Linked DNA regions of Mus musculus: regions 1, 2, 3, 4, 5 and 7 are each linked to region 6. The links are chromatin contacts, called in public HiChIP or PLAC-seq, Micro-C, capture Hi-C and promoter capture Hi-C maps. All regions are on one chromosome and are shown on one strand. The core of a region is the stretch at or near the end of the contact, and the rest is flanking DNA. Distances in the headings are between cores, read along the strand shown. Region 1 holds the start of Thap12 (THAP domain containing 12). Region 2 holds the start of Emsy (EMSY, BRCA2-interacting transcriptional repressor). Region 3 overlaps Xrra1 (X-ray radiation resistance associated 1). Region 4 has its middle 26 kb from the start of Gm33720. Region 5 holds the start of Chrdl2 (chordin-like 2). Region 6 holds the start of Serpinh1 (serine (or cysteine) peptidase inhibitor, clade H, member 1). Region 7 overlaps Gm33720 (a long non-coding RNA gene).

Region 1 (3,459 bases), core at 846-3,345, 650 kb before region 6:
GCTGGCTTATAGGTTTAGAGGTTTAGTCCATTATCATCAAGGCGGGGACATGGCAGCATCCAGGCAGGCATGGTGCAGAAGCTGAGAGTTCTCCATCTTCATCTGAAGGCTGTTAGTGGAAGACTGACTTCCAGGCAGGTAGGGTTAGGGTCTTAAGCCCACACCCACAGTTACACATCTGCTAAAGGCCACACCTCCTAATAGGGTCACTCCCTGGGCCAAGCACATACAAACCATCACATTTCACTCCCTGGCCCCCACAGACTTGTTCAAACATATGAGGCTATAAGGGCCACAGCTAAACATAGCATAATACAAAATACATTTAGTCTAATTTCCAGAGTCCCCAGTCTATAGCAGCTCAACAATGTTAAAAGTTCAGAGTTGCTGGAGAGATGGCTCAATGGTTAGATCTGACTGCTCTTCCAGAGGTCCTGAGTTCAATTCCCAGCAACCACATGGTGGCTCACAACCATCTGTAATGGGATCCAATGCCCTCTTCTGGTGTGTCTGAAGACAGCTACAGCGTACTCATATACATAAAATAAATAAATAAAATCTTTTAAAAAAAAGTTCAAAGTCTCTTCTGAGATTCATCCAATCACTTTATTGTAATCCCAATAGCAAGACAGGAAACCAGCTGGGCAAACTCCAAACGCTGCATCTCCATGTCTGATACCGTAGCAGTCGTCAGATCTCCTACTCTCTGAGCATGCTCCCTGCAGAAGGTGGCTGGCAGGGGCCCGACTTCTGGGATTCTACACAGGCAGAGCCATTTCCTCATCAGCACTCTGCTGCAGCTAACTCCACATCTCAGAACTTGTCCTCTTTTCCCTCACCTATAAACTAGCGTTCTTAATTTCCTTTGAATGACCAGATGGACACTCAAATTTCCCCAAGTTCAGGCTGATCCTTCAAAATACTTGCTATAGCTTTGACAGACGTTTTTCTCGTGTTCAGGTTTCCTTTCAGAATGAATCTAATGGTTTCTTTCTCTAAATGTAATTTCTTCAGCCATCCTTCTCACTGTTAACTGCTTGTTCACACAAAGTCCGTGACCTTTTGGATATTTGCATCCGTTCTGTGGGTGACTGGACGACTACTTCATGGATCATCTCAGACATTTTCCCACCCTTCTTTAAACCTTTTGTGCCAGTCAAATACTCAAGCCCTCGACACCACTTCACCCCCATACGCTTCTTTCAAAAGTGGTGGGTCTTACTTGCAGACGTGTTCGATTTTACGCAAAATTTGATACTTTGTTCTAAATAGCGGCCACTCATTTTGAAACAAAACCATACAGGAACGTTATCAGGCCAGGACTGTGAGAAGCCTGAGGTAAAAATCTCTAGGGTGCTGCTGGCCTAATCATTGCACTATTCCTGCCTCTCTGGAAACCACCAAGGAAGTTACTGCTTTTCTGAGCTTTTACCCTAGCGTCTAGTCAAGGTGTGCGGCTAGCAATCTAGCACTAATTCGGTCACAGAGTAACCGGAAGGCAAAACGGGTTAAAAATTAAATCCTCTACAACTCATGTTTGCGTTCAACCCGCGAGTTGTTTCAAAGCAATCGCAAGGGTCATCCCGAATCTGTTGCCTTTAAGAGTCTACGGTGACTCACGCAATGGACGCATGAACCGTGACAACTTTTACACAAGCCGGGCAGACGCAGCCGTGAAGTAACGTTCTAGCTTGCCCTGGATCTGCAGGAACCCGCACACAGCAAACCTACCCGAATAACCCGGGGTTGCGCTCGCCAGTCCCGGGGAGACTACAGCGCATGCGCAATTCCTTCCTTGCGCGGGTTGGGTTGTGCGCATGTGCATTGAGACTACGCAGCTGGCCCGACCCTCTCGAGTGCGCATGCCCGCCCGCAGGGACGGTCGCCTGCGAAGAGGGCGGGGGCGGATAGCTGAGGGAAGAGAGGGCACCCTCCAGCGCCAGGGTGCATTGTGGGAAGGAGGCGGTAGCGTCCCGGGCGGGCTGGAGGTGCAGCAGCGGCGGCGGCGGCGGTAAATCCTCCCGGCCGCACACAGCACTGTGGAGCCGCGGCCCCAGCCCAGCCTCGGCCCGCGCGCCCCTCCTGCCCCTCGCGGCTTCGCGCGCCAGCCCCTCCTCCGCGCGCGGCCTTGCGGAGCCGGCCGGCCGGCCCAGCTCCCCTCCCCGGCCCCGCGGGGCGGCCGCGCTGCCCTGACGAGGCGGGGAGGGGAGGGCTGGACCGGCCGGCGGCCGGACGACCATGCCGAACTTCTGCGCTGCCCCCAACTGCACACGGAAGAGCACGCAGTCTGACCTGGCCTTCTTCAGGTTCCCGCGGGACCCGGCCAGGTGAGTGGGGCGCGGAAGCTTCAGGGACTTGCGCGCACGTGCGCTCGCGGGCACCCGGCCCAGTGGGTGCCACCCGGGGGCGCGAAGGCGGATGAAGTGGGCGCTTAGCGCCTTTGGTGGTCCGACGCGGTTCCTTAGCTGTCAAAGAAGTAACCCTTCTCCAGGGCTGTGTTCCCAGGGGCCCTGCCTTCCCCCGCGTCACTGGTCTCTTCTAGGACAGTGTTTCTGTTTGGAGGCGAGCCGCTTTCTTTGATCTTAAATCAGGTCACAACTGCCTCCTTCGGACTTGTCAACCCAGTGTTCAAATGCCGACCGTTACTCATTGTCTCCCTTGGTTGTTGGGACCACAGAGGACAAGTGTGAGGGCGTGGGAATATGGTATTGCAACTTCACTTTTCCTTGGGGTAGTTTATAATCTGGGACGTAGTCTGAGAATCATAGGGACTTAGTGTGATAGACTGCAGGTAGTTCTCAGAGCTCTCCTGTTGGCTCATTCGTTTAAAAATCAGTGCTTAACCATGTTTGAAGTACTCATGTCAGGTGCTGGAGACTCGAGTGAATTTTGTCACGGACGGCAGAAAGCACCTAATCCACAGAGAGAGAGAGCAGATCTATCAACGAGCGCTGAATATAGCATGATATTAATTGAGCAAATATTTATTGAAAGCCGACAGTTGGTAGAAATTGGTCAGAGTATGAGAGTGGGTAACATGAACCAATGAAAATCCCTCTTCTCAGAGGTTACATTCAAGTCTTGGGAAATTGGCAAGTAAAATATTTATAATACCGTGTCCAATAATGAAAAATATCCTGAAGAAAAATACAGCAGGGGTTGGAAGGGCTTTTAGCTAGGGAACAGGTGGAAAGATAGCTCAATGCTGAAGAGCACTTATACTCGCAGAAGGCCTGGGTTCTATACCCACATTAGGTGACTTCAGTTCCAGGGGATTACACAACCTCTTCTGGCCTTCCTGTGTACCAGGTATGCTCAAAGTGCAAAACGCTCGTGCATATACCAGAGCAGATTAAAGAAAAAAGCATAGCCAGGGAGCTGAGCAGTGGACATTGTCTGTTATCCCAGCGCTGAGGAGGCAGGGAGAATTGAGATTTGAAGCAGGCCTGGGTTAGAGTA
Region 2 (3,711 bases), core at 285-2,784, 700 kb before region 6:
AAAGAACAGGTTTTAAAGTCAAACACTTCTTGGTTCCAGTTCCAGCTTTACAACATAATTAGTTGTTTCATCCTTGTGAATTGGCCTCTCTGAACCCAATTTGTATGCCTTTATTTTAAAAAAAAAAAAAAAAAAAGTAATCCCAAGTTTGTTTCAAGTATTATTTAGAAAACAGGGCAAGCCAAGTTCTGTCATAGTGGCTGGCATATGACTTGCCAAACAGACTCTACCACCTGTGCAACCTTGGACAAGTGATTTGACCTCTGCCAGTTTCCTTAATAATAAGTTAGGAGATAAAATAAGCAAACGGTGGAGCATGTCATTTGGATAAATGAAACTCAATAACTCTTTTCTCAAGTTTTGGCAGTAAAAAAAGAGTCATTTCGACCAGTTACCAAAAGTTTAAAAGCCTAGAATTTCGCACTGTGAATTCCTTGGTCAAACAAAACTACACTACAGGTTGAGAACTCAGTAGATCTTCCTTAACATCTGTTAAACTGATAAATGGATGGTCAGCAGCAGAGTAGAATGAATGAATGAGCCAGCCTAAGAGTCAAACACTAAACCGATATGACTCTTCAACTGCGTTCCAGGCTCTGGGTTGCTAACTCCAACTCTTGGCCTCAAGTGGAGCCCCCTTCCCCCTACTTCCCATAGTCCTCTGAGCTCAGAACCAACTCTGAGCGAGCCAAACTGGATGGCGCGCCCCAGCTGGCAGGATGACATAAAGAAAGGGGGTGGAGAGGAGGAAGGGGCAGAGCCAAAGGAATCCGCTCGCTCCCCAAGCCAGTCCCCGCCTCCCGGTAGAATCTCGGAGGCGGCCGGCGACCGCCCGAATCGGGTACCACGTCACGGCATCCCAAAGCATCCCCTCCAGGGAAACGCACGGCGGGGCCGCACAGCAAAGGAAAGCCGGGCAGCAGAAGCCGGAGCGTGCTCCCGGCACCGGGGTCGCACCGACTCCGTCCCCCGCTCAAGTGTCAGCAGGCAGCCCGCCCCGCCCCCTCTCTAAACACGCACTCGCTCACAGCACCACAACAAGAGCAGCCCGCCCGGCTCCTCGCCCGCGCGGCTCCGAGCGGGTTCCAATGTCAAGCCCGCGCCCCCGCGGCCAGCAGCCAGTCTTGGGAACCCTGGCCAGCGTCCGCGCCTCGCGCACTCCTCAGCGGAGACGACAACGGAGAAAAAGCGGGGGCACGGACAGACAGTCAGACAACCCGGAGTCGCCTCGGGGCTCCTAGACCTCGACCTCCGGCGTCCCATCACCAGGCATGCCGGAGTCGCCCTCAGTCCACTTGAGGGAGCCCCGCGATCCCGTTAGGAAACAACGGAGGATGGGGCTGACCGACCCAAGCCGGGCTCCCCGTGCCTGGCCAAGCGCTCCCCTACCCTGGATAGCCTGCCAGCTTTTCCCAGGACCCTGCCTGAGAGACACCCACCTGCCCGGCCTTTCGGGGCTCATCTAAAAGGCTCCTCCGCCAAGACTAGGGGACACCAGGAATTAGGTTTGTTTGCGGTGCCTCAGAAGGGGCAAGATGGCGACAGATACCAGAGCGCAGGCGCAGGCGCGCGCGGCTCGCCGGGAGGTGTAGTTCGCCTTTCCCGCCTTTTGAGAAACGAGCACTCAAAAGCCTCCATTCTTCCTGTCCCTTTTCCTCTGCCTTTTGAAAGGAAAGGGCGGACAACGCGGGTCCTAGTGGGAGTTGTAGTCCGAGTCCAACCTCGCTCCTCTTTCTCTTGCTGCTTGCTGGTCACATGCGCAAGGAAGTCTGGGAGTGTAGTTCCTTTCGGCTTCTACATTACCCTCCAGTCTCCAGCTTCGCGCGCCTATCCTCCGGTCTTTCCCAGCCAATCAGCTGCTCTTTCGGCTGTACGTGTGGCGTCACACGTAGCGGTCAAGATGGCGTCTGTAATTGGAGCTGAGCTTCGACCTTTTCACTCTAGCGAGGGTTGGGATGAAAAGAACACAGCTTGGTCCCTGATGCCCAGTTGAGGATTAAGATCTGGTTCCGTAGACGCTTGGGAGTAGTCATCAGCGTCTTCCAGCCACCCAAACGACAACTCAAGAAAGGTTATCCACTACGGAGAGAGAAGACCTCACAGTGGCCCGTACACCTTTCTCGGTGTTAGGAGTTGCAAGTGGAGGAAAGGAATCCGAGCGGTCTCAGCTTGGAGTTACGCCATGTACGAAGTAGGAGAGGTAGTGATATCTCGTGCAAAATCTGACAAAGGGAAGAAGGGACTTACTTGAGGCACTACGACATGGTAGGTTCACCATCAGCCTTTGTTCTTAACCACACAATGTTGTGGAGGCCTTGTGCCCCTATTTTACAGATCGATAGGGACCCAATATATTGTTTCTCTGATCCAAGAACTCAAAGTTAATTTCTAGTATTATAAATCCCATCGAATTTTGTTGTGTCCTCCCTCTAAATAAAGAACTCTGGTAGCATCGGATGCAATGAAAGTGCAAATCTTGAGGAATTGTTAGTGTGCATCCTTCTGTTAGCAGATTCCCGTGAAAACTAGGGTAACCACTGGGAGGACATCTAGCTCAATGGCAGATTGCTTGTCAAGTATGTGCAAGACCTGGAGACCTGAATCGGATTCCTAGCACTAAGGGATGTTAGGATGGACACACGAGAAAAACTACCCTGTGGGAATATTAAGATACACAACGTGAATGAAAGTTCTTTTCCTAGTTCATTATGAATTACATTTATAATCTCAGCACTGTAGAAGTGGAAGAAGATGAGGAATGCAGGGTCAGACTGGACTGCAAGAGACACCGAGACCAAAACAAGAAAAAAGAAGAAGTTTTTAAGTAAATTGTGAACCACTGCATATGAGTCTACTCCTGCTCCTGAATGGAGCTGTAGGTTAGTCAGAAATAAAAAGGACCATTTCCTATACAGCTCTCCTGGCCTTCTTATTGCACCCTATTTTGAGGTCAGTTTCTTAAGAATACCTTGCAAGGTAGTAAATTAAGTCTTCTCGAGACAGGAATCAAAGGTGTACACCACCACCACCTCACTGGTAAATTAAGTTTTAATAGGAGGTTTTGTAATTTAACAGACATTCTATGATTTGACTCTTGCAGCATCTCCGTGAGACAGGCGTAATTAAGCTTCACCACTCTATAAATGGGAAAGCACAGTTGTTCAGGAACTGGTGAACTGAGAGGGTTCACATAGTAGAGCCCTGTCTCTAAAGAGCTGGAGAAATGGCTCAGTGCTTAAGAGCACTGGCCTCTCTTCCAGAGAAGCTGGGTTCTATTCCCAGCACCCATATGGCTCACAACCATTAATTCAGTTACAGGAGTACCTTAGGCACTGGACACATGTAGTATACAGATATCCACGCAGGCAAAATACCCAGACACCGAAAGTAAATCTTTTAAGACAACAAAAACTTTTACAGTAAGTCAAAAATAAGTGACAGATTATTAGAGTTGACCCTCCATCTCTTACATAATAGGTCCTTGGTACGGGTTAAAAAGCATCCCTAAGGTCCCACATAAGTAGATTGATAAAACAAGAATTTAAGTTTTGGCAGCCTGGGGTTGACGAGAAGGTTCAACAAGTGTTGTGTGTCTGTCTTGCAAGCCTGATGACCTGAATTCAATCCTCCAGTGATAGTGGGAGAACTGGCTTCACAGAAGTTTCCTCTGATCTCCAACGTACACACACACACACACACACACAATGAGAA
Region 3 (3,234 bases), core at 680-3,179, 530 kb after region 6:
CTACAGTGCCCCCTGCTGGTGCCAGGACTGTGTGGCCTTTATCGAGAAAGGCGCCCAGTTGCTGCTTTGGAGAGCTTATGGTTAGTAGGAGAGATGGTTTCAGACTCAGATCAAAAGCAGGGTACATATAAGTACTGGTACAGGGAAATCAGGAGACACCAGGTGTGCATCCCAGAGGGACTTTAACCCAGTCCAGTGAGTCAGGAAACCTAGGAAAGAGTGCCTGAGACTGGATCAAAAGATAAATACACTGGGCCAGCAAGATGGTCGAGTGGCTGCAAGCACCTGCTGCCAAGCTTGGTGACTTGAATTTGATCCCTGAGACTCACATGATAGAAGAAGGGAACCATCTCCTGAAAAACTGTCCTCTGACACCTGCATGTGCGCGTGCGCGCGCGCGCACACACACACACACACACACACAAGAAATTGACTCAGGAATCGGTGCTTTGGATTGAAGGGCAGCTGTGGAATGATACTGCCTTGTTGGGAAGATTGTATACAAGGCATACATGGGGAGAAAAACTGAGGCTAGATGCACTGGCAAGGGCTTGATTATCAAGGGCTTTGAGAGTTGAGCTTAGTCCTCTAGACAGAAGAGGCGTGGAAGGCTTTTAACCAGGGAATCTCAGAGAGGAGGGGTTTTCCATGGGAGGGGAATGAAGCTTGAGATGGGGAGTGAAGGGGATTGAGAGAGTGATCTGGGAAGAGATGGGAATCACAGGGGCAGGGATGAGGCTGGGGATACCCAGAGACAGTTCTAGAAGGGGTGTGTCAATGAGTTTGTTTCAATGAGTTGGAGGATAGCGTCCATCAAAGCATCTAATAAGATCCTTGCCTTAGAAGAAAGTGTATTCTGCTAGGAATGCCTTGGTATAAACAGGCCAAAAGGCCTGATAAATGCCCAGCTTCATTAAGGACAAAAACATGGGGGTCACTCACAGCCACCTATAACACCAGTACACAGTTTTATGTCCATCAAATATTGGCAAGTATGAAAGATGCTAACCACAGCCAGCCCTGCGTAGTCAAGGGAGACTCTCGGTGAAAGTCAAATATAAGAAAGTTGTGTGAGTCCTTAAAGGAAATTTGGCAATGTCTCTTAAAATTTAAGATGAGGCTGGAGATCTGGCTCAGCTGTTAAGAGTATTTGCTGCTCTTGCAGAGGACCTGGGTTCAATTTCTAGCACCCATGGGGGCCACTCACAGCCACCTGTAACTCCAGTTCCAGAGGATCCAGTGACCTCTTCTCACTTTCATTGGCTTCTGCACATACTTACTGCACACAGTGTCACACAGGAACATATACATATAATAAATAAGTAAATAAATAAATCTTTTAAAAGTTGAGATAGTCACTGCCTTTAGTAGTTCTGTTTCTAGGAATATATTCCACAGAAAGAGACTTACCCAAGGGAATTCCCCCAGTCAGTGTCTTATTTGACCTTACTGAGCCTCCTGACTCTCAAGCTCTTGTAGGCTACATAGTACACCAGGTTCACTTAGAAGCTTCTAAGTGATTCTACATTGTGTTCCTGTAGGATTTCAGGAGTCCTACAGTGGAGTTCCCATGGTTGACTCTCTTGCAGGGTTGTCCACTAGCCAAGAGTCACCCTGGGTGCTGGACAGAAACTCTCATTGGGTAAATGCAGGGATCACCCTTGTTTGGAAATCTCATCAACACAGGAACCAATGTGCCATTCCATAGGTCTATATTACAGAATACCCATGAAGGACATGTCTGATTCTAGGAGTCACCACTTAAAGAGAAGCACCCCCTTCGGGCATTTATAATTTATACCTTCTCCTGGTCCAGACATAATTTTCCACTCTGCAGTCATTTTTACCACAAGCAATAGTTGCCTAGTAACACAGTTACCATAGCATGTGCTTTAGGTTACCAGGGAAACAGGCCTAGAAAGTGAATCTAAGATCCAGTTGTCATGCAAGAAGGAGTCCTTGATTACCTCCCTCCCACATAGGTTACACACTACCAACAGGAAAAGCGAGTGCATGTCTATACTAGAAAGATAACTAAGATGCTGGACAAGTTTAACCTGGAATAATCTTCACATCAAACTGTGAAAGGAGAAAAGCCACTGTACAGCATGTATTCTGTTTTTATAAGAAGAAAACTGTATTTCAATACATACATGAGAAAAATATTAGGTATATACATAAAATTTTGAACAGTTGACACTAAATGTTGGGATTAAAGGAACATTTTTCCCCGTGATGTTTGACTATTTGGGGTAAGCATGTTAGCATCTCTAATCAGAGGTTATCTAGGAGTGTGGCTCAGTGGTAGAGAGTTTGCCTAGCATGCACAAGACCCTTAGGTTGGCCCCTGGATTGGGAAGAGAAAATAATATATATCAGTTTTAAATGGACAGGCCTTCCATTTGAACAGACTTAACATTCGAGCCTTAGTTTTCCCAGTTACCAGCCACCTTATTTCAAATAAGTCACTTAGCCTTCCAGAGATGTCATTTCCTCAGTGATAGGATGAATGGATTCTTGTTAGTGAAGTAGCTAGAGGTTTAAATTTTTCTTGGAATCCCCTAGAGATGAAGTAACAGGCAGTTGGAAGCCACCCAGGGTGGACGCTGGGAACTGAACTATACTCTGCAAGAGCAGGGAATTCTCTTAACCTCCAAACCATCTCTCCAACCTTATGGTTAGAGATCTGAGGTCTGCAACATAAAGCATCGCCCACAGCTGGAAGCTCAGTGAATGATCATTAGCATCTTCCTCTGTAAGCCTTTCCAAGCTCAAGATCCTCTCTTATTCTCTTTCTCTCCCCCCCCCCCCGTTTCCATGTAGATGTCTTTCACACATTTCCAGTTCTAAAGGAACTGGAGCTTGCGTTCAATGGCATCAAGATGGTCTACGTGAAATATGGAGACTTCAAGACATTGGAAGTAAGTTGGAGGTAGGAAGTTTTTGATCCTACCTGTTCCCCTGTAAGAATGAGTATAGGCATCTCGACAGATTATGACTTTGGACAAAGGTTCTCTGGGCCTTCACTGCTAGGCTCTTGCTTCTTGCTTCTGGCCTCTGGAGAAGATGGTGGTGATGGTGGTGGTGGTGATGATGATGATGACAATGATAATGATGATGAGGAGGAGGATGGTGGTGGTGATGGTGGTGAAGGTAATAGTGTTAGTGGTACTGATGGCAGACAGGTAATTATGGCCAAGGTGTATGACCCTGGAATGTAAGTGCCAAGGGTCA
Region 4 (3,645 bases), core at 817-3,316, 560 kb before region 6:
TGTGTGTGTGTGTGTGTGTGTGTGTGTGTGTGTGTGTGTGTTAGCAGCTCCTTTCCATCCACTTTACTTCAGCATCACTCTGTGAATGCTGTGTTGGAGCCCAGCAGGTCACGTGTGCAAACACAGAGTGTGAGCATGTCCGTGTGCCTTCCCCACTCTGCTCCTTGTTGCTAGGTCTGGAGGATGGAATCAGTAAGGAAGGAAGTATTTACACCACGGAAATTGGCAAATGATATAAATCAAGTTTCCCTTTTCCTTCAGGGAGATGACTGTTAAATATTTACTGGCTCACGGGTTGGCCTGGCTTCTGTCACCGTGAGTGGAAGCAGGCAGTGTTATCATGCACAATCATCTCTGTGCAGTGGTGGGGCTGATAGCAAAGGACGGAAATGAGCCTGTGGCCGGTGAGGGGACTAGGACACATGGCTTATGGCAGGAAGGCTCCAAGACAAGCCAGGAAGCTTTGAATCCACAAGACCTGGAAAAAGAGCTATGAAAGGTTATCCCTGCTCCTGAAGAATTTAGCAACTCGCAGTTCTGTACAGCATACAGATGCTGGGGTCCCCTAGGACTGCTGTGTTTCTGGACTCTTTTATTCTTTGAGGCTTCGACCAATAAACAGAGAAAGAGAGGCCATGTGGTTTTAACAGTGACATGCTTTGGTTTGTTCTCCCCTTGTGTCAAGTCTCTCTCTCTCTCTCTCTCTCTCTCTCTCTCTCTCTCTCTCTCTCTCATAATTTTGTTTGTTTGCATTTCAAATATTATCCCCTTTCCCAGTCTCCCTTCCACAAACCTCCCTCCTCACTCTCCTCCCCTTTGCCTCTAAGAGGGTGCTCCCCTATCCATCCACCCACTTTTGCCTCACCCTCTAGCATCCCCCTTCTCTGGGGCATCAAGCCTCCGCAGGACCAAGTCCCTGTCCTCTCACCAATGCCAGATGAGGCAGTCCTCTGCTACATATGTAGCAGGAGCCATGGACTGGCTCATGTGTATTCTTTGGTTGGTGGTTCAGTCTCTGGGAGCTCTGAGGAGTCCTGTGAATTGATACTGTTGTTCTTCCTATGGAACTGGAAATGCAGCATCAAAAATGGAGCAGAGGCTGAAGGCCATCCAGAGACTGCCCCACCTTGGGATCCATTCCATCCACAGACACCAAACCCCGACTCTATTGCTGATGCCAAGATGTACTTGCAGACAGGAGCCTGGTATGGTTGTCCTCTGAGAGGTTTTAGCAGCACCCGACTAAGATAGATGCAGATACTCACAGCCAACCATTGGAGTGAATCAGGGGACCGCAAGGGAAGAGTTGGGGGGAGGCTGAAGAAGCTGAAGGGAATTGCAACCCCATAGGAAGAACAACAGTATCAAGTCTCTTTTGCTGTCAGTCCTGAGCCTCTGCGTCCTGCTGAACTTCCAGTCCACGCACAGCTGTAGCTTCTGAGTGCCTACTGTGTGCTGAGTACTTCTCCTCAGGAGTACTTCCTTATAGCTGACCTCAAATGCTCAGAATCTTCTCTCCCCAGCGCTACTGCTGCTGGGACTGCAGGCGTTCACCGTGCTCAGGCTGAGGTCATCTTAGTTCTGTCTCTTCTCAGACAGTACAAGCTCCCCAAGAAGATATGACTTGCCCAAGGTCACCTAACCATCAGGTAGTGGAGCCAGAACCTGCAGCCAGGCTGTCTGCCTCCTAGGCAGGCTCTTCACCCTACCCTCTTGAACTCTCAAAGTCAAGATGGTATCTATTCAACTCTCCATCTCAGGAGTCTTAACGTGTAGGTCAGAGCTGGAAAGGACTGGATAAATGATCTAATTCTAGCTTCTCAGTACTTCATCAGACCAGCCGTCTCCCGACACACCAGCTTCAGAACACCAGCCAGTGGTCCGGAGAAGAGATGTGGACACCCCCACCCCCTTTTCTGAGGATCTCTGGTTTGGCTGGCTTGTTTATCATTGTAGGTAGGGTCAGGTTAAATAATGGCGATTTCAGTGCCGTTACTGAGAGCCAACGCTATTGCTATGGCTTTGAAACATAAACAGAAGAGAATCTATTAGTCACCAAGGAGCGTAACAAGCTTGTTGAGTAATCAGCCTGCCGGCCTTGGTACCTGCGAACCACAAGGATGATAAATGAAATACCATAGACTCTTGGGCTCTTGCAGGTGGGGGTGGGGTAGGGAGGTCACAGGCCTCTCTCAACTATTGCCTATCCCAGAGACAGGGAAACTGAGGCCAGAGAGGACACACAGGAGTTCTGGGGAGAGGGTGGAGTTTGGGTTGGAAGTCGGTGCTCGAGGATAGCAGTAGACAAGCTCATGTGCCAGGGTCCCATACGGCATCTCCATTTCCCCTCACTTGCTTTTCTCCTCCATCTGACCTTCCCCCTTCCCTCCCCTCACAGATAAGACTGCCAGAGCTTCTAGAGAGACTTGGGAACAGGGTGTGGCTTCCGGAATATCCAGCATTGGGGACCAGGGTTGTGTCCTGTCTCCCTTAAGCCAGGCTATTCACTTGCAGCTGTGTGGGTGGATCCAGAAACCATCTGGACTTTGCCAAAAGGGCAGAGGCCCCAAAGATTTCTCTAAGACCCAATGAGAAAGAGCCTCAAATCAAAGCCAGGCTTTGAATTCTGAGTACTCAAAAATCCCATAGTTGGTGTGAATCAGTTCTTTCCCCAGGCATATGGCCTCAGACCTCAGTTTTCCTTTTCTATAAAATGGGCACAGGAATGTTCCTCCATCAAGGAAAATTCTGCTGAGCACACGGCTGTCAAAGCTAGCATTTCTATACTTTTGATGTCAGAGTGCTGAGCTGAGCCACCTGCGTATGCCGTCCTTTGACTCTCACTATAAGCTTAAAGCTAGATTTCATAGTTTCAACCTAGGAACTATGGGGCTAAGGCAACCAAGGCTCAGAAAGCCAAAAGGACCTGTCCAAGACTCTCACATCCAGACTCAGCATCCACACCGAGGAGGCGATGGATCATTTTCTGTAGGCACTTCAGACAGGAGAGTAATGCACCCTGGGACAAGAATCTTTTTTTAGGGGCTGGAGAGATGGCTCTGTGGTTAAGAGCACTGTCTTCTCTTCCAGATGTCCTGAGTTCAATTCCCAGCAACCACATGGTGGCTCACAACCATCTATAATAGGATCTGATGCCTTCTTCTGATGTGTCTAAAGACAGTTACAGTGTACTCAAATAAATAACACTTTTTTAAAAAGAATCTTTTTTTTTTAATTTTGTTTTTTCAAGAGAAGGTTTTTTTTCTGTAACTTGGAACTTGATTTATAAACCAGGCTGACCTTGAACTCACTCACAGAGATCCAACTACCTCTGCCTCCAAGTGCTGAGATCAAAGATATGTGCATGCCACCGCCACCCAGCTGGGACAGGAATCTTAAATCCAGCTGTGATGGTTAATATCATTTTCTAGATAATAGGATATAGAATCAGCAAGAGCAGTGGCTATCAACCTTCCTAATGCTGTGACCTTTTAATACAGTTCCTTGTGGTGTGGTGACTCTCTTCCATAAAATTATTTTCATTGCTGCCTCATAACTGTAATTTTGCTGCTTTTACGAATAGTAAAGTAATTATCTGTGTTTTCTGGTGGTCTCAGATGACCCCTGTGAAAGGGTCGTTCAATC
Region 5 (3,571 bases), core at 796-3,295, 650 kb after region 6:
GTGGGTGTAGGGGGTGTAGGGTGGGTACAGGGTGGGTAGAGTGGGTGACGGTGACAGAAAGGAGTCAGGAGTCAAATGTGCACAGACTTAAAGTCAATGCTGAATGTTATACATCTTAATCATACGAGTTCCAAGATGGCCAGAATGGGTTCAAGGGGGGCAAGGGGGCATCTGGTTTGTCGTTGAAATGATCAGCACAACTCTTGTGGAGAGTGTGGGGGAAAATACATTGGAACGCCTGGACCAGGGACAGGAGACCTGAAGACAGGCTGTGGGAAAGGACTGTGAGTAAGGACTGAAGACACCAGAGCTCTGAGGAAAGCTGAGGTGGCAGAGACCCTTCAGGAAAGCAGAATGAACAGGGTTTAGAACCCAATGAGCCCACCTTTGGCAACCTTAGACATCAAGACAGGTACAGAGCACACATTAGCAGAGACGGGGGGGGGGGGGGAGATTACTTCTTAGCAAACACTGTATCCAGGAGGGTGGAGTGGAGGAGAGCTTTGACAAGGAGAACCTAAGTCAGAGGAGGACTGGAAGGAGCTCATGTTTGTCTTCACTCTGAGAGCCCTGAGTAGGGGCTTTCTTGGTCACTGGTTCCTCCCACTGCTCACTTGGCGTGAGGAGTGCAGCCTTAACCCTGCCAGTCAGATAACCTGGAATGGGGTGTGGCCTGCCACTTCTCCATCCTTACACCTGTCCTGGTCTGAGACACTGGTAGCTGTGTAAGAGATGCTCAGGAATCAAGGTCCAAAGCCAGGACGACTGTGTTTGCCCACAGTGGCCCAGCAAGCTGTGGATGGCGCCAGCACCTTGAGTCTGCCCTCTCATTGCAGAGCCTGTGTGCTCTGGGGTGGACAGAGCTTGTTCTTTTCTTAGGGTCCTATTAGTTCAGGAGCTCACCTAACATGAGGTCTGGAGCAACAGCCTGCCCAGGCTGCTGGGGTTCTGGATCAGCGTGCTCACCTTCTGGTGAAAGGACAAAGCTCTGACCCTGGCTGTCACTGGCGCATGCAGAGCAGTGGGGCCTCGCCTGTAGAAAGAGTTCATCCTGGGCTGCTTGGTAAGTGGTAGCAGCAGTGACTCCATAGCAAAGCTACCTCTCATCTGGGGATGATGCCTAGGACCACCACCTGCCAATGGGAGATTCCAGGTACCTGAAATGGCTTTCCTCCAAAGTTGAAGTGCTTTGATGTTCCAAATCTTATTTAATCCTTTGCGACATTTGCAGGACGATATTGAAGACTTTTAAAGTAACTCAAATCATTATCTTAGTGCTGGAGAGAAAACCTTTCTCCTAGGCGCTATGTGCAAGCACACAGACTGTGTTCAAAATGGCAAGTGTCTCTGCACTCCCCCACCAAATACCCAATCCTGAGATTCCCAGACCCGTACTATGACCTTCCCCACTCAGTTTCATCTGAAATCTAACTGGGTTGGTTCCCCTTGCAGGCTGCGTACCGCGGGGAGCCAGGGGTTAAAACCCGGGGCGTCTGTGGCCCCCTTCCCCCTCCCCAGCCCCCTCGTCTCCACTCGGCGCCTTGCCTGGAGCGAAGGTTCCCAGCCCTGCACTAAAGGGGAGGGGGAGAAATGGGCTTGTTTCTCGTGGCCAATCCACGAGCTCGCGGTGCCTCAGAGGAGGCGCCAGCATTAGGGCGGCCCAGGGCTGCAGGCTTCCCGCGGCAAAGTACAAATGCGCCCGAGCGCGGCGTCTGGCGCCCGAGGCGTGCACAGCGGCAGCGCTCAACCTCCCCCGCGCCGCCACCGAGGGTCTTGTCGCCCCACCGCGCCCCAGACCCGCGCCGGACCCCGCGCCGCCGCGCCGCCGCCAGCCAGCGCCACAGGGACACTGCACCCCGGTGACCGCACCCCGCAGATCCCGGTTCTCTAGCTAGCACCTTCTCCCTCTCTGCCATAGCCTTTTTCTTCATTTCCCCAACTAATTTCTCTCTCTCTCTCTCTCTCTCTCTCTCTCTCTCTCTCTCTCTCTCTCTCTCTCTCTCTCTCTCTCTCTCTCTTCTCCTCGTCCCCTCCCCACCGTCCTCTCATCCTCACCTTAGACCTCTCCTGTCCTTGGCTCCTCTTCATCTTTGCTTTTCCGACTCCTCAAGCAGCGGTCCTACTTGGTCCTCTGAGGACTTACTTGTGTCCTTATCTCACTTTCTCCCGGCTCATCCCGGGGTTGTCTGACCTTGGGACAAGGAAGGATGGTTCCCGGGGTGAGGATCATCCCCTCTTTGCTGGGACTCGTGATGTTCTGGCTCCCGTTGGACTCGCAAGCACTATCCCGTAAGTAGAAACCAGGCAAAGTCTGGGCAGGCAGGGGAGGGATGCGAACCAGTGGGATGTACTTTGCTGGAAGATGTTAGTTAGGACCTGGGGACCCCTTAACGCTTGCATTTATCCAGGCAGCACCTGCATAGCAGGGGTAGATGTTGCTCCATGACCAGTGTGGGCTGGTGAGTCTTGGGGGGAGAAAAGTTTGGCAGAGTTTCTTTCTGGGGTGCTGCTGGGGGAAGAGCAGTGTGCATTGTGGGAAGGGACTTTACTCCCAGCAGCCTGATGTGTTGAGTGTGAAAGACGGAAAGGCTGATGAGCTCCTGGGCTGAAAGATGAACAAAGTGGAGTCCATTATCGCTTTTGATACTCACAACACTCCATGAGGTGTCATCATTACATTTAATTGATGAGTAAAATCGGCAGGGCAAAGAGAAGAAAGTTTCCGAAGCTGGTAAGCTATCCAAAGCCAAGAGTCTAATTCCAAATCCTGCCTTTACAGCGTCTGGGAGACACCCCGATGTGGGGCTGTGAGACTGGAAGGCATCGGGGCGTGGTGAAAAAAGATGAGGTTCTTCATCTTCCCAGCCTCACTGTGTGCCAGCTGATGGGTCAGACACGGAGGGCACCTCACCATCTCTTTTCTAATCTATAAAATAGGAGCCTCTTAAAGCCGTTAAATGTATTAAATGACAGGGAGCAGGCAGAGCAGCTTGTATAGAGATGCTACAAGGTGGCCTCATCAAAGTGTATCAGCTGCCTAAGCCCCCAGAGTTTCCACTTCAAACAGTAGGTTATGCAGGACCACAGCCTCTGTTTCCTAACTGCCCCTCCTTATGCTGGTGACTCCTTCTGAACCTCCCCAATAAAGAAACAGAGCCCAACAAGGACAGTAGTTTGCTCCAGGCCACCAAACTTGAAGACCCAGGTCCCCACCCCCTAGCTGACAACCTTTTCCAGGCTTGGCTCCACCTGCCAGCTCTGCTTCTGACTGGCTACTGGCTTTGTGGAGCTAGTGAGGCTAGATTCTGTCCTGCTTCTGGGAATGGAAATGTTGCATGTCTGTCTGACGTCCCCTAGCCTGTCAGTGGCATGAGAATTATGGACACCCTCATGTCTCATAAGACAACACAGAGAGCTCAGACTTGGCTTCAATTCCTGACTGCCTCTTACACCTGAGTCATTTTTCAAACTTCTGTGAACTTCAGTTTCTTCATCGGCAAACAAGAGCTACTAACCAAGGTCTAAGGATGTGGGGGAGGACTAAAGGGAGTGATGCTTTCAGATGCATACT
Region 6 (3,678 bases), core at 845-3,344:
CCTCCTCAAAGGACCACTAATCCAGCAGAGGCCACCAGCCTGCCTAAGGAAGGGAAACCTAACCCTGCCACGTGGCACCCACCATCTTGACAGCCCCCACGCTCAGCCAACCAGGGGCTGGGAGGGGCTTCTCCAAAAAGCTCCAAATGACTAGTTAGGGATTCCTCTGGCAGCCGCAAGGCCCCTGGTGACGTGGCAGGCAAAAGCTGCTTTATCTCCATAGGCCAGCCGAGGGTAAGAACCTGGAGGCCTGGCTTGGGAACCTGGGGTGAGGAGGATTTGCCGGGGGAATCCAGGAGCCTCAGGGGTTTTAGTTTTACAACTGTGCCTCAAAAATCTGAGGGGGCAGGCAGGGCTGGGGAGAAGGGCCACCCCGTTAAGCCCAGCATTAGGGATGAAAGTAGGCAAGTCTCTGCAAGCAAGCCAACCTCCCGCAGCCCATCTGCACAGGCAAGCCCAGCCCATCTGCCACAGGGAAACGCCAGCCCTCCGGCCAAGGTTAGACATTTTACAGTACCATCAAAACAAAACCAAAAAAATATAAGATATCACAGAGCCAAAGGCCGTGTCCACCACTGGGCCAGGGAGCCTGTGATGGGAAGCCTGTAAGGGGAGCAGATGCCAGGAGGCAGGGAGGAGCACCAGGGGGTTTCTCAGACACTTGGTGGGTCTAAAGTACCTTGAAAGGGCCTCAGAGGGAGATCATTGCCTGCCTTTTTCATTCTGAAAGAAAACAGAAGAGTGAAGAAATGGGAACCCCTAGAGACGTGGGGAGCAGAGGCCGGTCGGGCCCAGTCCCCAGTGGGTACCCGGAGTAAGGAGGTGGATGACCTCTTTTGCAGAGGCAGAAACCAGGGCCCAGCTTGGGCCTCTTCGGCTCAAGCAGGTCAGGCTTTCTCCCGGGGGCTCTGCCTTCAGCAAAGCTCCCAGGCCGACCACTGTGGAGTCCTGTTACACAGCAACCCACTACAAAAACACCTCGGCAGGGAATCCTCGGAGAGAGACAAAGGACCAGACGGAAATGGGGGATGGGTACAGAACTATCAGAGAGTAGGGTGTGGCCTCGGCCTTACTTCCAGGCAACCAAAGCCCCCAGTTTTCCAAGGGCCTCCATGCGTGCCCTGGATGCCAAAGGGCCCAGAAGGAAGCACAGGAAGTTGATAGCTAGGCCGTTAGACCATACAGGGAATGGATGCCTTCTTCCTTTCGTCTGGAGGCTCAGGAATGTCCCCCAAGCTGGAGGCAGGATACCTCAAAGCCTCAGAGGAAGTCCTCGCCCTGCAGGAACCAGATGGGTGGACGGAAGGACCAGGGTGACTCAAGTCACCCAGGGCCTGTGGACCCTGACGACACCCCTTTCGGGTGAGGTGAAAGCAGAACTAATTGGTCAAGTCCGGCCACCTTCCACATAGGATACTGATTAAAAAGCGACTGCTCCCCAAAGCAAGGGGGTCCTTAACAGCTAGAGATGAGACACCAAGTCTACACCTCTTGTGCTAGGTTCAGAGGCCCCTACACAGCCTGTGGGGAGGTTGGTCTGGGATCAATCACTGCGGGTCCCTGGGCCTCCACTCCTGAGTTAGGGACTGCAGAGCTGGCCCTTCCCCGTGGACGATGGGACAGTCAGGTCTTTCCCCTCCCCTCTCAGTTGTGCAGAAGGTCACCAGCATTTAGTCCCAGCTCTACGCATTCCCTCTCACCACCTTTAACCTTCCCCGAGCTGAGACTTCTCCGTACTTTACCAGGCAGTCCGCGTACTAGACCGCAGCTCCAGGGAACCCAGGCAAGTGACAGTTCCAAGTCCGATCTTTCACTGCCCACCTGTGTCAGGACCCCAAGCTTTGGAGCGATCCGTTCCCCCTTGGCCAATGCGCAACCCCAAATCGCCCGGCCGCTCCCGCCCCTCACCTGGGCCGGGCTGGGCTGCTCCGGGACCGACAGGGCAATCGCTCCTCAGACAGGCTCTGCTCAGCTCACTGCCCCGGGCCCTGGATCTATATATGGCTGGCCCCACCCCCTCCTGCCTGTCCCAAGAAACTTCTGGAAAGTTGGAAACGCTTCCGGAGGGCGCCGTGGCTCGGAGAGGAGAAAAAAAGCCAAAGACCTCCCCCAAACCACCCTGGCTCCCGCCCCTGTGCCTGCGGGCTCTCTCCCAGCCCCTGGGTCCTACTGCCCCCTCGCCCTACTAGGTAGAGGGGACTCTCCTCCCGCACCAGCTAGACCTTGGGAGCCAGGGCATTCTTGGGATTCCGCGGTCCTGGACGTGGAAAAGCAGGGTTTAGACTCGAGAGTGAACTGAAGGCAGACAGGCTCCAAAGTCCTGCGCTCGGGGACTGGAGTTGTCGTCTTCTCGGGGTTGCCCACACAAGCCTGCTCTGATCACATATCCCTTCTGCCCCACATGACCCTGCTCTGCCCCAGTAGATCCATTGCCTACTGTTATCAAGCTTTAATCAGGGACCCCTGATGCTACTCCTTAGTCAGGGGCCCTCTCCTTTGCCTTAGGAAAAAGTCAGAGGCAGGGGTCCCTCTCCAAACCAGGGTTCACCCTTGAAACATCCCTGGGGAGGAGAGGCCCTGAGAATTCTAGCTGGACCCTCACCCTGGCAACCAAGTCTTGAACTGATTTCAGACAGACACCTAGGTGGTTCCACTGGACATGAAGTAGTATACAGCAGGGAACATCCTGGATGAATTAAATACAGCATTGTGTGACTTTCCTTCTGGGCCAGTACCCTTGGTTGATGTTAAGTCCTAACTGCCCCTTTCTCCGTCTCAAATGGGTCATCCCTGCTATCTCCTTCCCTCCCTCCCTATCTCCATTGCCTCTTGGGGCTCAGGGTCTCACTATCTCAGGCTCTCCCGCCCCACCCCACCTCTTACACTGAGATAGCTTCTTGAGCCCTGAGTTAACTGATAGTATTCTTTACTATTCTAGTGTCATGCACAAATCTGCACAACTGGGCAAAGTCCCTGCCTTCAGGACCTCCTTTGTGAGGGGTGTGTGCAGCTAGTGGGGAATTCAGTAGGTGAGGCCTGTTGTTTTAGGATCCTCCTATCTTCTGATAGTGGAATGACAGACAACAGATGGACATCACTAGAGAGGAGGTGGAGTGAGAGGCTTTTCCCCCTCTTTTCAGTGCACTGGGGCTGGAACCCAGATCCTCAGGAAAACCAGGAAAGAAAGCATCCTGCCACTGAGCCCCAGCCCCAGCCCCAGAGAGACCCTGTATGCATTCACTCACATTCAATCAACAGACTCATAAGTATTTTCTTTCTCCCAGATGCAGAGCCTGTGGAACAGATGTATCCTTGCACTCAGCATCCCAAAAGATGAGTTCTCTGCAGTTATAGAGAACAGTGGGGGAGGGAATGGACCCCCAGCCTTCCCCACTTCGGGCTGAGGGAAATATTAGATCCTAATAGACTTAGACCCCAATCAAAGGATCAGAGAGTATACGGATTTGCAAGTGACTGCCACAGATGATAATATCATTCAGAAGCCCCACAACGTCTTTGAACTTCGTGAAGGAATCTTAGCTTGGTAGGATCTCAGAGTCAAAGGTCTTGAGAAGAAGAAAAAAAAAATCATGGTACCAGGCCTAGCGTCACATGCCTGATGGCCCAGGATGCTGGAGACACTGGGTCAAGGTAAACCTAAGGTAAACGCTTAGGACT
Region 7 (3,290 bases), core at 790-3,289, 580 kb before region 6:
TTCATCACGAGGGCTCCACCCATGACATTAATAATCACTTCCAAAAGCTCCGCCTTCGATCACATTGGTGATTACATGGACCACCAAGTGACTTCAGGGAGATGCAGTCCTACAGTCAATAACAGTGGAGTATCTTTCCAGCTCGCCTAACCTTACACCACCTGAGAGGCAAGTGCTGGCACCATCCTCTGTGGCAGAGGGGACTAGAAGCAGCCCAGTGGCCCACAAAGTCAAGAGTAGCACCTAGGGGCCCAGAGGGCAAAGCTTATGGTTTGCTCATGACCACACTCAGCTGTCTCCACCTTCCTCCACAGAGTAGGAACTGAAGTCCCAAGAGGGCAACTGCTATATGGAACTGCCCAGCCTGTCTGCTGAAGAGCCTGGCCCAAGTCCAGGTGAGTGGAGCCGAATCCCCCTATTGAGGCCTGGCCTGGCCAAGGCATCCAGAAACACAGGCCCTCTTCAGGGCCAGCTGGAAGAGCTTCAGAGGCCCTGAGCTGGGAGAGGTGGGAGAGGCAGGTAGCTTGGCCCTTCCTCAGGGACAGATCCCAGCTCCACTGCCTCTCTGAAGGAGACTGGGCAGAGGTGGGGGCTCCAGCCTCCCTGGAATGGAATGTGCATTGTCCCCAGAACTTGGATTAGGAGTGTGATCTGGGGAAGGGCTGAGAACAATGGGGACCCAGGGGAACTGTTTCTCAGATAGACAGGGCAGGGCAGAGAGGGGCAGGCTGGGTAAGGCCCTGCCTGAGTGCAGGTGATTCATTGAGACCACAGAATAAATGAGAGCCCCCCCCCCCCTTTTCTCCACAGAACCCAGGCACCAAACCCAGGAGGATGCTGGGACATCAGAGGACGTCTGGAGCTCCTTCCCTCATAATTGGAACTGCCCAGAAGCCATATGGGAAGAGCTTCGGGGAAATTATGACACCATTTCACAGACAGACACACTGAGGCCCAGGGGCATGGGTTTATCACAGTCAGTCCACAAGCTAGGGTTTTTGCTATAAACTCTAAGAAAATTGTCCTTGAGCTTCCATTTTGAGTCCTTTCTTAAATTACTAAGGAAACTAAGAAGCTCAAAGGGCGTCCTGATTCCCCCTGTAAAACATACCCCTATTTTAGCATTTAGAATTCCTTCTGGTCAAAAGACTAGAGTATCTGGCTTAGGTGGATACGGAACATTTCAGTTAGGCCAAGTCCTTCAATTTAGCCAAGGGACCACCCCTGAGAAGGGGGTGGGGTGGGGCCGGGGGGGGGGCTCACCTTAAGCTATGCTAAAGAGATAGATGGAATAACTAGTTCTTTAATGAGATAGGTACCTTTGCTACCACAACCCAAGCCACCATTAGTGTAGTAGCCAAGGGGCTATAGCTGTTGGATATTCAAACCACTCAAGTGTGAGGAAAGGGTTTCCCTGCTGTGGACTCCCTTTGTAAATGTTAATATACTTTGTAAACTTTGTATCCTTTGTAAAGGTTGCAAATCCTCAAAGCAGGAAAGTGGCTAGCACCCTCCCCCACCCCCAACCGGAGGAGCTCCAGCAGCCAGGCCCCTCCCATAGGCAACCACTCCTGGGCTCTGAGACACAGGAGCCGAGGAGCCACCCACCTCTGAGGTGGGGCAGTGTTCCAGTACACCCTAGACCCTCCAATAAATCTCTTTTTATGAAATTTGCTGCCTGGTGTGACTCTCTTGTCAGAAGAAGACAAGAAACAATGAGGCAAAGAAGGGAAGGAGGAAGAGAAGTCGCTGAGCTGAGCGGAGCTGAGGCTCCTAAGCGTCTCAGCTCAGCTGGGGGCAGCAGCGCCTCTGCTGAGGAAACTTCCTCTCAGAGCTCTGTGGTTCCTGGGCTTCTGAGTCCCAGGACACCGTCCATGTAAGCAGAAACAACAGCCATATAGCATCTATGTCTGCCCATTTTCCGAATCATTCAGAAAAGTGTAACTTCTCTTCTCCTTTCCACCTCTTTTCTAAGCATTGTTTCTTTTTAGGCTTTCCCTCCAACATTTCTGCCTTCCTTCCTCTTTGTTTAAAGCCTCTCTGCCACCATGGGGCTGCCTGTCTGCCATGTATCTGACCTCCCTACCAGCTTACGTCGTGTGGCCTTTTCTCTTCCCCTCTCCATTCCTACCCTCTGGGCAGTTGTGGGGGGTTACAGCTTGCCAGCCATGGGGTTTTTGCTATAAACTCTAAGAAAATTGTCCTTGATCTTCCATTTTGAGTCCTTAATTGAGTTCTTAAATTACTAAATTAGGAAACTAACTTCTCTCCTGATTTCCCCTGTTTCATCTTGTTCTTGTCCCACGGATCTCCTCTTTGGACACTCTTCCCTCAACCCCCTGGACCCGGAAGGCCAGTCACTTCAGGACAAAGAACGTTTCCACCCTGAAAGTGTGCCACTGGTTCCTGGTTTCTGTTTCCTGTCCAAGTGCAGGGCACCCCGGGAGGCCCCTCAGCCTCTGCTAACTGAGATCTCTCCCCAGCCATATTCCCTTTCAGCAGTCGCTTGGCTAGTCTTGTCCTGGTTCCTTCTCACTGGGTTCAATTTTCATTCCCCCTTTTGGGAACAATAGCTCTTACAGGAAGCTTTGGGGTCAAGTACAGCGCTGTTTCTACAGTATGACATTGGCCAAGACACCTCTCCTGCCAGCTGAACAGATGGAAAGGACTATCTAAAATGCCTTGGATGAATCCCCAAGCCATTGGAGGCCTTGATGTAGCCCTCCCCTCCTCATGTCAGACTCAGTGCCTGGAACCTCATGCCCTTTCTTCATGTTCTGTACCCAGGGCATGTTTTCAGGCTAGCAGGGACCTGACCTGAGCTGGAACACACACCCCGATATAGCTTCTGGCCTCTGACCCAATGGATGCTTTGGGGAGAGGGTGTTTGTTGGGGGGCCATGATGGATGTCCTTAGGAGATTCTCTGTGTCACAGAGAGCCCAGAGCCTAGGGCTCTCTGGCAGAGATTTAGGGCAGATTTCACGAGCTTGCCTTGTGAGAATTTGATACACTTACGGCTGAACACACTCTCTCACTGTCACAATTCATCTCTTGTTTTCACATTATATGATACTCTAATGTTCTGTGCTCTCCAACACAGGCATGTATACACAAACACACATGCACACATGTGCGTACACACACAAGTTCTTATTATTGCCCTACCTTTCTGCTCCAGGGACCTATCCATCATCTATCCATTTACCCATCTACTTATTCACCACACCCATCCATCATCCACCCACCCATCTTCCATCCATCCATCCAGTCTACTCACCCACCCACCTA

What was found. Promoter capture Hi-C pulls out the DNA fragments that hold promoters and counts their contacts. A called contact is a pair of places that touch in the nucleus more often than the background predicts. HiChIP or PLAC-seq counts read pairs in DNA pulled down with a chosen protein or histone mark. Capture Hi-C pulls out chosen DNA fragments and counts their contacts.
Region 1: a contact with region 6 is called in a Micro-C map of embryonic stem cells, with 2.7 times the contacts expected there. The contact joins the promoter of Thap12 here to the promoter of Serpinh1 in region 6. A contact is called at or near these places in 1 of 39 promoter capture datasets (liver), 1 of 484 Hi-C or Micro-C datasets (embryonic stem cells) and 6 of 115 datasets of contacts at active chromatin or transcription factors (astrocytes, differentiating embryonic stem cells, embryonic stem cells and 2 more).
Region 2: a contact with region 6 is called in a Micro-C map of embryonic stem cells, with 4 times the contacts expected there. The contact joins the promoter of Emsy here to the promoter of Serpinh1 in region 6. A contact is called at or near these places in 2 of 39 promoter capture datasets (the 3T3-L1 cell line and embryonic stem cells), 1 of 484 Hi-C or Micro-C datasets (embryonic stem cells) and 1 of 115 datasets of contacts at active chromatin or transcription factors (embryonic forebrain).
Region 3: a contact with region 6 is called in a promoter capture Hi-C map of hippocampal neurons, with 2.5 times the contacts expected there. The contact joins the enhancer-like site here to the promoter of Serpinh1 in region 6. A contact is called at or near these places in 4 of 39 promoter capture datasets (hippocampal neurons, liver and pre-B cells) and 1 of 115 datasets of contacts at active chromatin or transcription factors (cardiomyocytes).
Region 4: a FOXA1 HiChIP or PLAC-seq map of pancreatic cancer cells shows a contact between it and region 6. The contact joins the enhancer-like site here to the promoter of Serpinh1 in region 6. A contact is called at or near these places in 4 of 39 promoter capture datasets (cranial neural crest, hematopoietic stem and progenitor cells, liver and 1 more) and 1 of 115 datasets of contacts at active chromatin or transcription factors (pancreatic cancer cells).
Region 5: a capture Hi-C map of macrophages shows a contact between it and region 6, with 4 times the contacts expected there. The contact joins the promoter of Chrdl2 here to the promoter of Serpinh1 in region 6. A contact is called at or near these places in 4 of 39 promoter capture datasets (liver, pre-B cells and stem cell-derived epiblast-like cells) and 2 of 9 other capture datasets (liver and macrophages).
Region 7: a contact with region 6 is called in a promoter capture Hi-C map of hematopoietic stem and progenitor cells, with 5 times the contacts expected there. The contact joins the enhancer-like site here to the promoter of Serpinh1 in region 6. A contact is called at or near these places in 3 of 39 promoter capture datasets (hematopoietic stem and progenitor cells and liver), 1 of 484 Hi-C or Micro-C datasets (the N1E-115 cell line), 1 of 115 datasets of contacts at active chromatin or transcription factors (embryonic stem cells) and 1 of 9 other capture datasets (liver).

Annotation. Positions count from the first base shown.
Region 1 is chr7:98,701,152-98,704,610 of GRCm38.p6, forward strand. It overlaps Thap12 (THAP domain containing 12), which reads left to right and starts at 2,096. Exons shown (of 5, transcript NM_028410.2): 1 at 2,096-2,327. The coding sequence starts at 2,239. It overlaps Gm15506 (predicted gene 15506), which reads right to left and starts at 1,777. Exons shown (of 1, transcript NR_144495.1): 1 at 1-1,777. It also overlaps the pseudogene LOC108167485.
Region 2 is chr7:98,655,035-98,658,745 of GRCm38.p6, forward strand. Emsy (EMSY, BRCA2-interacting transcriptional repressor) reads right to left here and starts at 1,535. Exons shown (of 20, transcript NM_172280.2): 1 at 1,440-1,535.
Region 3 is chr7:99,876,547-99,879,780 of GRCm38.p6, forward strand. It overlaps Xrra1 (X-ray radiation resistance associated 1), which reads left to right. Exons shown (of 19, transcript NM_001164258.1): 7 at 2,824-2,921. All of the region lies in intron 4 of Gm38405 (a long non-coding RNA gene), which reads right to left. Among named protein-coding and RNA genes, the nearest start is that of Xrra1, 19 kb to the left of the region's middle. Within about 2 kb of position 1,930, at least 8 of the 459 cell types and tissues checked have an H3K27ac peak or open chromatin away from gene starts, as enhancers often do. A contact at or near this core is called in hippocampal neurons, where this site is marked.
Region 4 is chr7:98,786,850-98,790,494 of GRCm38.p6, forward strand. No RefSeq gene overlaps it. Among named protein-coding and RNA genes, the nearest start is that of Gm33720, 26 kb to the left of the region's middle. Within about 2 kb of position 2,067, at least 26 of the 459 cell types and tissues checked have an H3K27ac peak or open chromatin away from gene starts, as enhancers often do. A contact at or near this core is called in pancreatic cancer cells, where this site is marked.
Region 5 is chr7:100,004,359-100,007,929 of GRCm38.p6, forward strand. It overlaps Chrdl2 (chordin-like 2), which reads left to right and starts at 2,046. Exons shown (of 11, transcript NM_133709.3): 1 at 2,046-2,289. The coding sequence starts at 2,208.
Region 6 is chr7:99,351,145-99,354,822 of GRCm38.p6, forward strand. Serpinh1 (serine (or cysteine) peptidase inhibitor, clade H, member 1) reads right to left here and starts at 2,095. Exons shown (of 5, transcript NM_001111044.1): 1 at 1,909-2,095.
Region 7 is chr7:98,768,917-98,772,206 of GRCm38.p6, forward strand. It overlaps Gm33720 (a long non-coding RNA gene), which reads left to right. Exons shown (of 3, transcript XR_378355.1): 2 at 315-395; 3 at 811-925. Among named protein-coding and RNA genes, the nearest start is that of Gm33720, 7.5 kb to the left of the region's middle. Within about 2 kb of position 2,040, at least 70 of the 459 cell types and tissues checked have an H3K27ac peak or open chromatin away from gene starts, as enhancers often do. A contact at or near this core is called in embryonic stem cells and hematopoietic stem and progenitor cells, where this site is marked.